Linked DNA regions of Rattus norvegicus: region 2 is linked to region 1. Evidence: chromatin contacts called from public Hi-C data. All regions are on one chromosome and are shown on one strand. Each heading gives the region's core, a stretch centred on a gene start, on an enhancer-like site or on the middle of the called end of the contact. The rest is flanking DNA. Distances are from core to core; before and after follow the strand shown.

Evidence for each region. A called contact is a pair of places that touch in the nucleus more often than the background predicts.
Region 2: a Hi-C map of Schwann cells shows a contact between it and region 1, with 3 times the contacts expected there. The contact joins two enhancer-like sites. A contact is called at or near these places in 2 of 12 Hi-C or Micro-C datasets (the A7r5 cell line and Schwann cells).

The regions. Positions count from the first base shown.
Region 1 is chr4:35,109,582-35,112,790 of GRCr8, reverse strand. Dync1i1 (dynein cytoplasmic 1 intermediate chain 1) reads right to left here. Exons shown (of 17, transcript NM_019234.2): 15 at 1,789-1,929. Among named protein-coding and RNA genes, the nearest start is that of Rpl31l14, 160 kb to the left of the region's middle. Within about 2 kb of position 1,935, at least 7 of the 93 cell types and tissues checked have an H3K27ac peak or open chromatin away from gene starts, as enhancers often do. A contact at or near this core is called in Schwann cells, where this site is marked.
Region 2 is chr4:35,292,064-35,295,434 of GRCr8, reverse strand. The region is part of intron 2 of Slc25a13 (solute carrier family 25 member 13); the gene reads left to right. Among named protein-coding and RNA genes, the nearest start is that of Rpl31l14, 25 kb to the right of the region's middle. Within about 2 kb of position 1,869, at least 26 of the 93 cell types and tissues checked have an H3K27ac peak or open chromatin away from gene starts, as enhancers often do. A contact at or near this core is called in Schwann cells, where this site is marked.

The sequences.
Region 1 (3,209 bases), core at 686-3,185:
GGAAGTGAGGCTGCCTTGGTGTGCTTTTACCATGGCCGTGAAGCCAGAGCGCTTATCATAAATCTTAACTCTAAGCATGACCGGCCGTGAAGTTTTAAATGTTAACTATAAAACTACTCTGAGTTTCTCTCTTTGATACCTATAGAGAGTGAAGGCAATGTCAAGATATCACTTTGAGGGAGGGAGGGGGAGAGAGAAAGAAAGAGAGAGAGAGAGAGAGAGAGAGAGAGAGAGAGAGAGAGAGAGAGAGAGAGAGAGAGAGAGGTTATTAAGGAGGTGAGGACCACTACATCCCTTCCTATGCACCAGAGCTGGGTGTCATGAAAACATCACCTCGGCTTGGCCGGCTTTCTCATATAGCACGCTCCCGAGTCAATCTGGAAAGCGTTTTTGTTTTTTTGGTTGCTTAGAGTGAGTTTCTTCTGGCAAATAGAAGCAGTATGATTTTAATCAACGGTGATGAAAGACTTTGGGAAACCATTACAACGTAAGGTAATAGCATCTCACTATTAAACGCAATGATGTTATAAACATTTCAGCATCCCAAACGATGGGCATCTCACTCCTGCCCTCTGAGGATTTTCAAAGATACCTTCATTATGTAACTTTCTTTCCCCCACAGTCCTTGGAGGTAAAAGAAAAAAAAATGGCTGTGATGGAAATACATTTGCCTGGTGATAGCTACAGAAATATGTGCCATTAAAAGCACCCAGGCACAACACCACCTGAAGGAAATTTCCCTGTCCCCTCCCACAAAAAAAAAAACAAAAAAAACCCTAGTCTCCTGTTCTCCTCTATGTCCTCCAGCCTTAGGATCCTTAATTAAAAAGGCTGAATGACTTCCTGTCCCAAGCTCTTCAAAAGACTGGCTTTGCTTGACAGGTACCTTGTATCATGCACTCTTTACCTGCATATCTGTACCCAAACCAAAAACCAAGAAGTGATGCAGAGGCCATTTTTAGGACACATAATATTCATGAAACATGTTCCCTGTCAACAACACCAATCCTAAGGCTCTGAATTAGACCCTCAGTACTTCCCAGGGATTGAAAGAAAAGAAGCAAAGCAAATAAAATACACTTTAAAAGTAATCATTTTGTTATCAACTTTTTTCTTTTAAAGAAATAGGCATCTTTCACTCGTGAATGACTTTAAATGTGACATGTTAAAAATCCCATTTTAAAAACTGAGTTTTGCATACATGTTTCAACTTAGACACTACTGCCTTTGAGTTCAATATCGCAGACAAGGAATATTTCCTTAGCAAAAATCAAATGGATGGCAGATCTAAACAGAAAGTCGTGTAGAGAATCATATTTTATGGAGTCAAAACAGAAATGGTACGAATAGCCAGCGTCGACAGGGTAACCTCATTTCAATAATCCAATCTAAAAAAGACGGCACCCAGAAAATCTTACTTTTCCAAGTCTGCCAATAAAGCTATTTCAACGCTATGTGTCCTTCCCCTCAGGGAAAAGTGTGAACACAATTTGTGCTCTTGGGGGCGTGGGTGGGGTGGGGAAGGTGTGTGTGAACCAGAGTCAGTAACTGTCTAAGATCTGCTACAGTTTAGGAATGAAGTGAAATGGAGTTTTGGCCAATACATCTGCTAGTTCCCTTCCAAGTAGTTAAGAATTGGGGGCTGGGGGTGGGGGCGATGGACGCTGCCCAGAGGCTGTTGGAGGGTCTGTCCACAAAAGGCAGGTCTTTTTTTCCCCAGGAAGAATCAGACTGCAGAGTGGCCCGGGTGCCCCCTCCCAGCCCTGGGCCCGGGAGCCTGCTGCTCACCTCGGTGTCACTGTTGAGGTTCCAGAGGTCCAAGCGCCCCATCCCGTCCACGCAGGCAAAGAGCGCGGGATGCACGGGGGACCACATGACATCGTACACATAGTCTGCATTGTCTTCAAAGGAGTAGAGCGGCTTGTTGTGCTGTAAAGCAGAGAGACCGTGAAGACTTAGTGGCGCTGCCGCCGCCTCGGGCTGTCTAGAGAGCCTAATTAAAAACTTTGCACATTCACCAAGTGTCATAAAACTTCCCGAGATGAAAGTCCTCGAGAAGGTGAACCGGAGCTTTAATGTGACTACAACTGTCCAGTGGCATAAATAAATCCCCGGGGGTGGGGGTGACTCTGAATGGGCCGGGGCCGGGACCCGCGGAGCGAGGCGGTTTCAGACACAGTTGTAAGCGACATTCCAGACAGGTGGACGCGACTGCCATTAGCTCGGAATTCTTGCCAGGCCAAGCTGTGCAGGTCGCTGGGAGCCTGAACCCAGGAGTGGGCTGAGGGGCTTGGACCCGCTGGGATGCTCCGAAGCCCGGGCGGTCCCTGGCAACCCTGACTCTGCACCGAAGGCAACGTCTGCCACCTCGTGGTCCTCCCTTGTCGCTGCAGCAACGGTGGCTTCTTCTAGTCAAACTGCAGGCCAAATTCATATTTTAACTCTTTCTTTGCGGCGAAGGAAACGGGACAAATACCTTTAAAGTCGGGTCTCAGCTCTTACAAGAAAGTGGAAATCTATCTAGTTAAGACCGTAGCCTCCATATTATGGGGTGGGGTTAGTTCGCCCGAACCAAGTGGAGCAATGTAGCTCATTCTAGAACCTCTGAACTTACACATAAAATATGACATCCTTTCTAAATCACCAAGGATTTCCAAGACCCCTAAAGTTGATGTTCTGAGGGGAAACACTGAACATTCTTCCACTGCATACAAATGCCTCCACTCCAGAGGGATATAATAAATTAAAATGGCACACTTGATTTCCAGCGAATATTGTCACATCAAAATAGCACAGAAGTCAGAGGCAAGTTTGAAAGTACACCAGAAATAAAACGTAATTGGACTTTATGAATTATTCATTCCATCTGGCTTGTCTTATTCTAATTTCTGCATAATGGCTTTACTAATCCCTGATCAATTAATGTAAAATGAAATTTAAATGATAATGAAAGCCCCAGAGATAAAAGAAATTAACTATTCTTATATCCTCTGACAGAAATCTAAACAATGGGAATTTTTGTCTTCTTCCTCTAGTCAGCTGTCTGAACTCTCTTCTCCGGCTCTGTGGAATGCCGACACAGGCCAGGGTGGTAAGATCAAGAAAAGATAACATACAATATAACAATCAAATCCTTTCTGCCTTGGATATTCAGAGAACACATCTGTAGGGAATCGGCTCCAAATATCAGCAAGAACTGCCAATGTGTG
Region 2 (3,371 bases), core at 620-3,119, 180 kb before region 1:
CATGGTAAAGGGTGGCAAGTGACAGGACCTGGAGTGCACAGGGCATCTCTGACTGAAAAGGTGTCCAGGAGAATTTGACTTTCAGCCCCAAGGGCGTAAGTGACTCCTGGCAAACAGGAGCGGCCAGGGAAGGTAAGGGTTCTGACCCAGGTCACCACTCCCAGACTTTTATTAAAATAATTAGTGAGGAGCAAGCCAGGTAGGACTCTGGTCCTAGTGATAGGCACTGCAGGGACAGGTTCCTTTTCTGAGTCCGTCTGCTACTCTCCTCCTTCAGTGTGGTACAGCTGATGAGATATATGATCATTTAAAAGAATTATAAAAGTCTTCTGGAGCATATCCCCAGAGATGTCCAATCGTATTCTAGAGCCGTGGTAGCTGTAAGAGTCTCTTCCCTGACAGTGACCGTTGTACCTTGCTTAAAGGACAACCAAGCTGCCTTTGTCAACACCCCTAGTACATGTTTCTATCATAGTTGGCCTCTGTCCATGAGTCCAAGAGACAACCTTTGATGTATTTTCTTGAACCCTAAAGCAGGTCATTCTTGCTTTGGTGGACTGGCTTGTAAACTGAACAAAATTATATTCTGCATCCAGATTAACATGTCATTTAAGAGATGACCTCTTCCTTACCTCTAAACAAGTGAGGGCAATAAGAATCCCTCGGTGATCGTGTGACAGTTGGTCTGAGTCTGGTGCACAGACCATAAGTACACGTCTCCATGGTTATTTACAGAGTGCACCAGTGCCTGGAAGGTCCGTGTTCCCTGTGCTAGCCAGTCTAGCTAGCAAAGGTAACTGGTTGAATTCTCTCGTGACACCTTAGTTCAGTCCTTTATTTCATTCTACCTTAAGTGTAGTCATGCAGTCTGTTCTCTCTGTTACTTCTTGCACTGCTGGGTGCTGAGTTCCAGGCCCCCAACAACACAGGCTTTCACTCTTGCGCTGACCTCTACCTCCAAGCCTGAGTTTATGTAGAATCATCTGTGTGGTGACGTGGAGTGGGTTAGTTTATCGCTACATTGTATTTTATTGTGTGACTATAGGACAGTCAACTAAGTATCCAGTCATTGAGAGATCTCCGGACTGTTTTTTTTTCCCTAAGCATTTTCTTTGTCGTCTTAAGATAAGTTGCTCTGAATACTTTAACTTTTTTGGTATTATATCCCATATACATTTTGTTAGAGATTTCTTTATGATTGAAATTGCTAAGCCTATGGTTATGTTAGATACAGTTACAGTGGACATTGACCAGCAGTTTTCTAAAAAGGATTTTTCAGTTTATACACACACACACACACACACACACACACACACACACACACTCACACATATACACACTTTTATATACATATATACACATAATTTTTAAAAAAATTTATTTTTGTGTGCATTGGCATTTTGCTTGCATGCAAGTCTGTGATTCTTGGAACTTGAGTTACAGAGTTGCGAGCTGGTGTGTAGTAGGTTCTGGGAATTGAACCTGGGTTCTCTGCAAGCCCATTGAGGCATCTCACTAGCACTGTCAGTTTATAATTACACTGCCAGCGTGTGGGAATGTTCCATATTTTGGCCAGCTTTCATTATCCCTTATTATCTTGCGAGTGAGTAGTATGGTTCCTTGTAGCTTGATCTCGCATTTCCAGGGACAATTGAATTTCCGGTCCACAACTTAACAATGATTCCCAAGGTCATTTGGCGAAAATTCAAAGGATAATCATCAGGCCAAGAAAAAGCTCCAGGAGAAAAGTAATACAGCATTCTGAACCTTTCATTCATTCGAAAAATATTGCTCAAGCATGGTTCACCGCCAGTCAGCAGTCTGGGAATTTGAGGAAACAATAGCGAGGGAGAACACAGCCAAAAAATTCCTGTCTTGACAGGGCCCTCCCTGCAGTTAGTAGCAAGTAAGAGTCATTGTTGTCTTACAAGGACAGATAGGTCAACAAGATAGGGTGGTCTTGGACCGCCTCCCACTGGTCAGAACTGCTGGTCCATGAAACATTCTTGGTGCTATGCCCAGCCAGTTCCAGAGTACACTGTGGTCCCAGGAAGCCATTCCAACCTCTGAGAACTGAAGCTGCAGGTGGAGTCTGCTTCTCACTGTTTTCCCTGTTGACCATCTGATAATGTATTAGTGAAAACTCTGAGTCCTAAAGAGCAGGACGGGGAGGGTGGAAGACGTGGTTTGTGGGCCTGGAACAGCCAATAGATTGACTGGAAAAAGTCAGAATAGTCTCATGTCAGAACACACACAGAAGCAGAGCCCTGGTATTCTGGAGGCTAATGATAAATAGGGATATGGTCAAAAGTCAGGAGAGAAACTGGGTTGGTATTTGTGAAGAGAAGGGACTGGATTTCTAAGGTCAGAAAAGCAACGGGAGGATTTGCAAAGGAGGAAAAAAAAACCCTCTAGACTCAATTACATGAAAAATGTCAAACTGCAAAAGTATTTGAAACAAATGTGACCCTGGACAGGGCGAGAGCACGTTGTCGCGCTGCAGGTGGCAGAGTGATTGGTACAATCGTTTCTGGAGAACAGCATGATAATAAGCAATGACCGTCTGAAGGTCCCTGTCCTTTAACTCAACAATTTCTTCTTTCAGGGAGTCTGGTTTTTGAAAATAGGAATTGGGACAAATGTTATCTATAAGAATGGCTATCTTAGGTTTTCTTACAAAATAACCCAGACTGGAAATAATCTAAATGTGTACCAGCAGGAGAAAAGTTAAATTGTGTTCTGAGGTAAATTAATCACTATCATAGGGAAACCTCGGTATAACCAACCATGGGATTGCTATCATTAACAGTGACATGCCACTTCCATTTCAAGCTTGTTTGTCCTCATTTAGGGAAAGAAATAACAATGAATTCCTTCTTCTGAACGTCCCCTGCCAAGTGAAGGATAACATCGCTGGGCTGTCTCTTTTGTACTCTTATCTGTAAAAGACACTTAGAAGATGGTATCCTAGCATTTTGCCATGGCTTCCCTTAGGCAGTGCCCAGGACCAAGTCACTAGTGATGAAAGGAAACCTTCATTACATTCTTGAACTGGTCCTATAGTCAGTGAAATAGACGGTTAAAGAAAAGAATTAGAAAAGCAAAAACATGGACCAGCGGAGTGGCTCACCAAGTAAAGGTGCTTGCCAACGAAGTCACAGCCTGAGCTCCATCCCCCAACTCACATGGTGGGAAGGAGACAACCGACTTTCATAAGTGGTCCTCCGATTTCCACATGAGGGCCGTGGCGTGTGTGTATACATATATGCATACATACATATATGTAATAAAAAAGCAAAGCCAGAAGTGTGTTTATTATGTTCTGGGCATTGTTTGTACTGTATTTTCTCATTATCTCATTTGCTTCATGA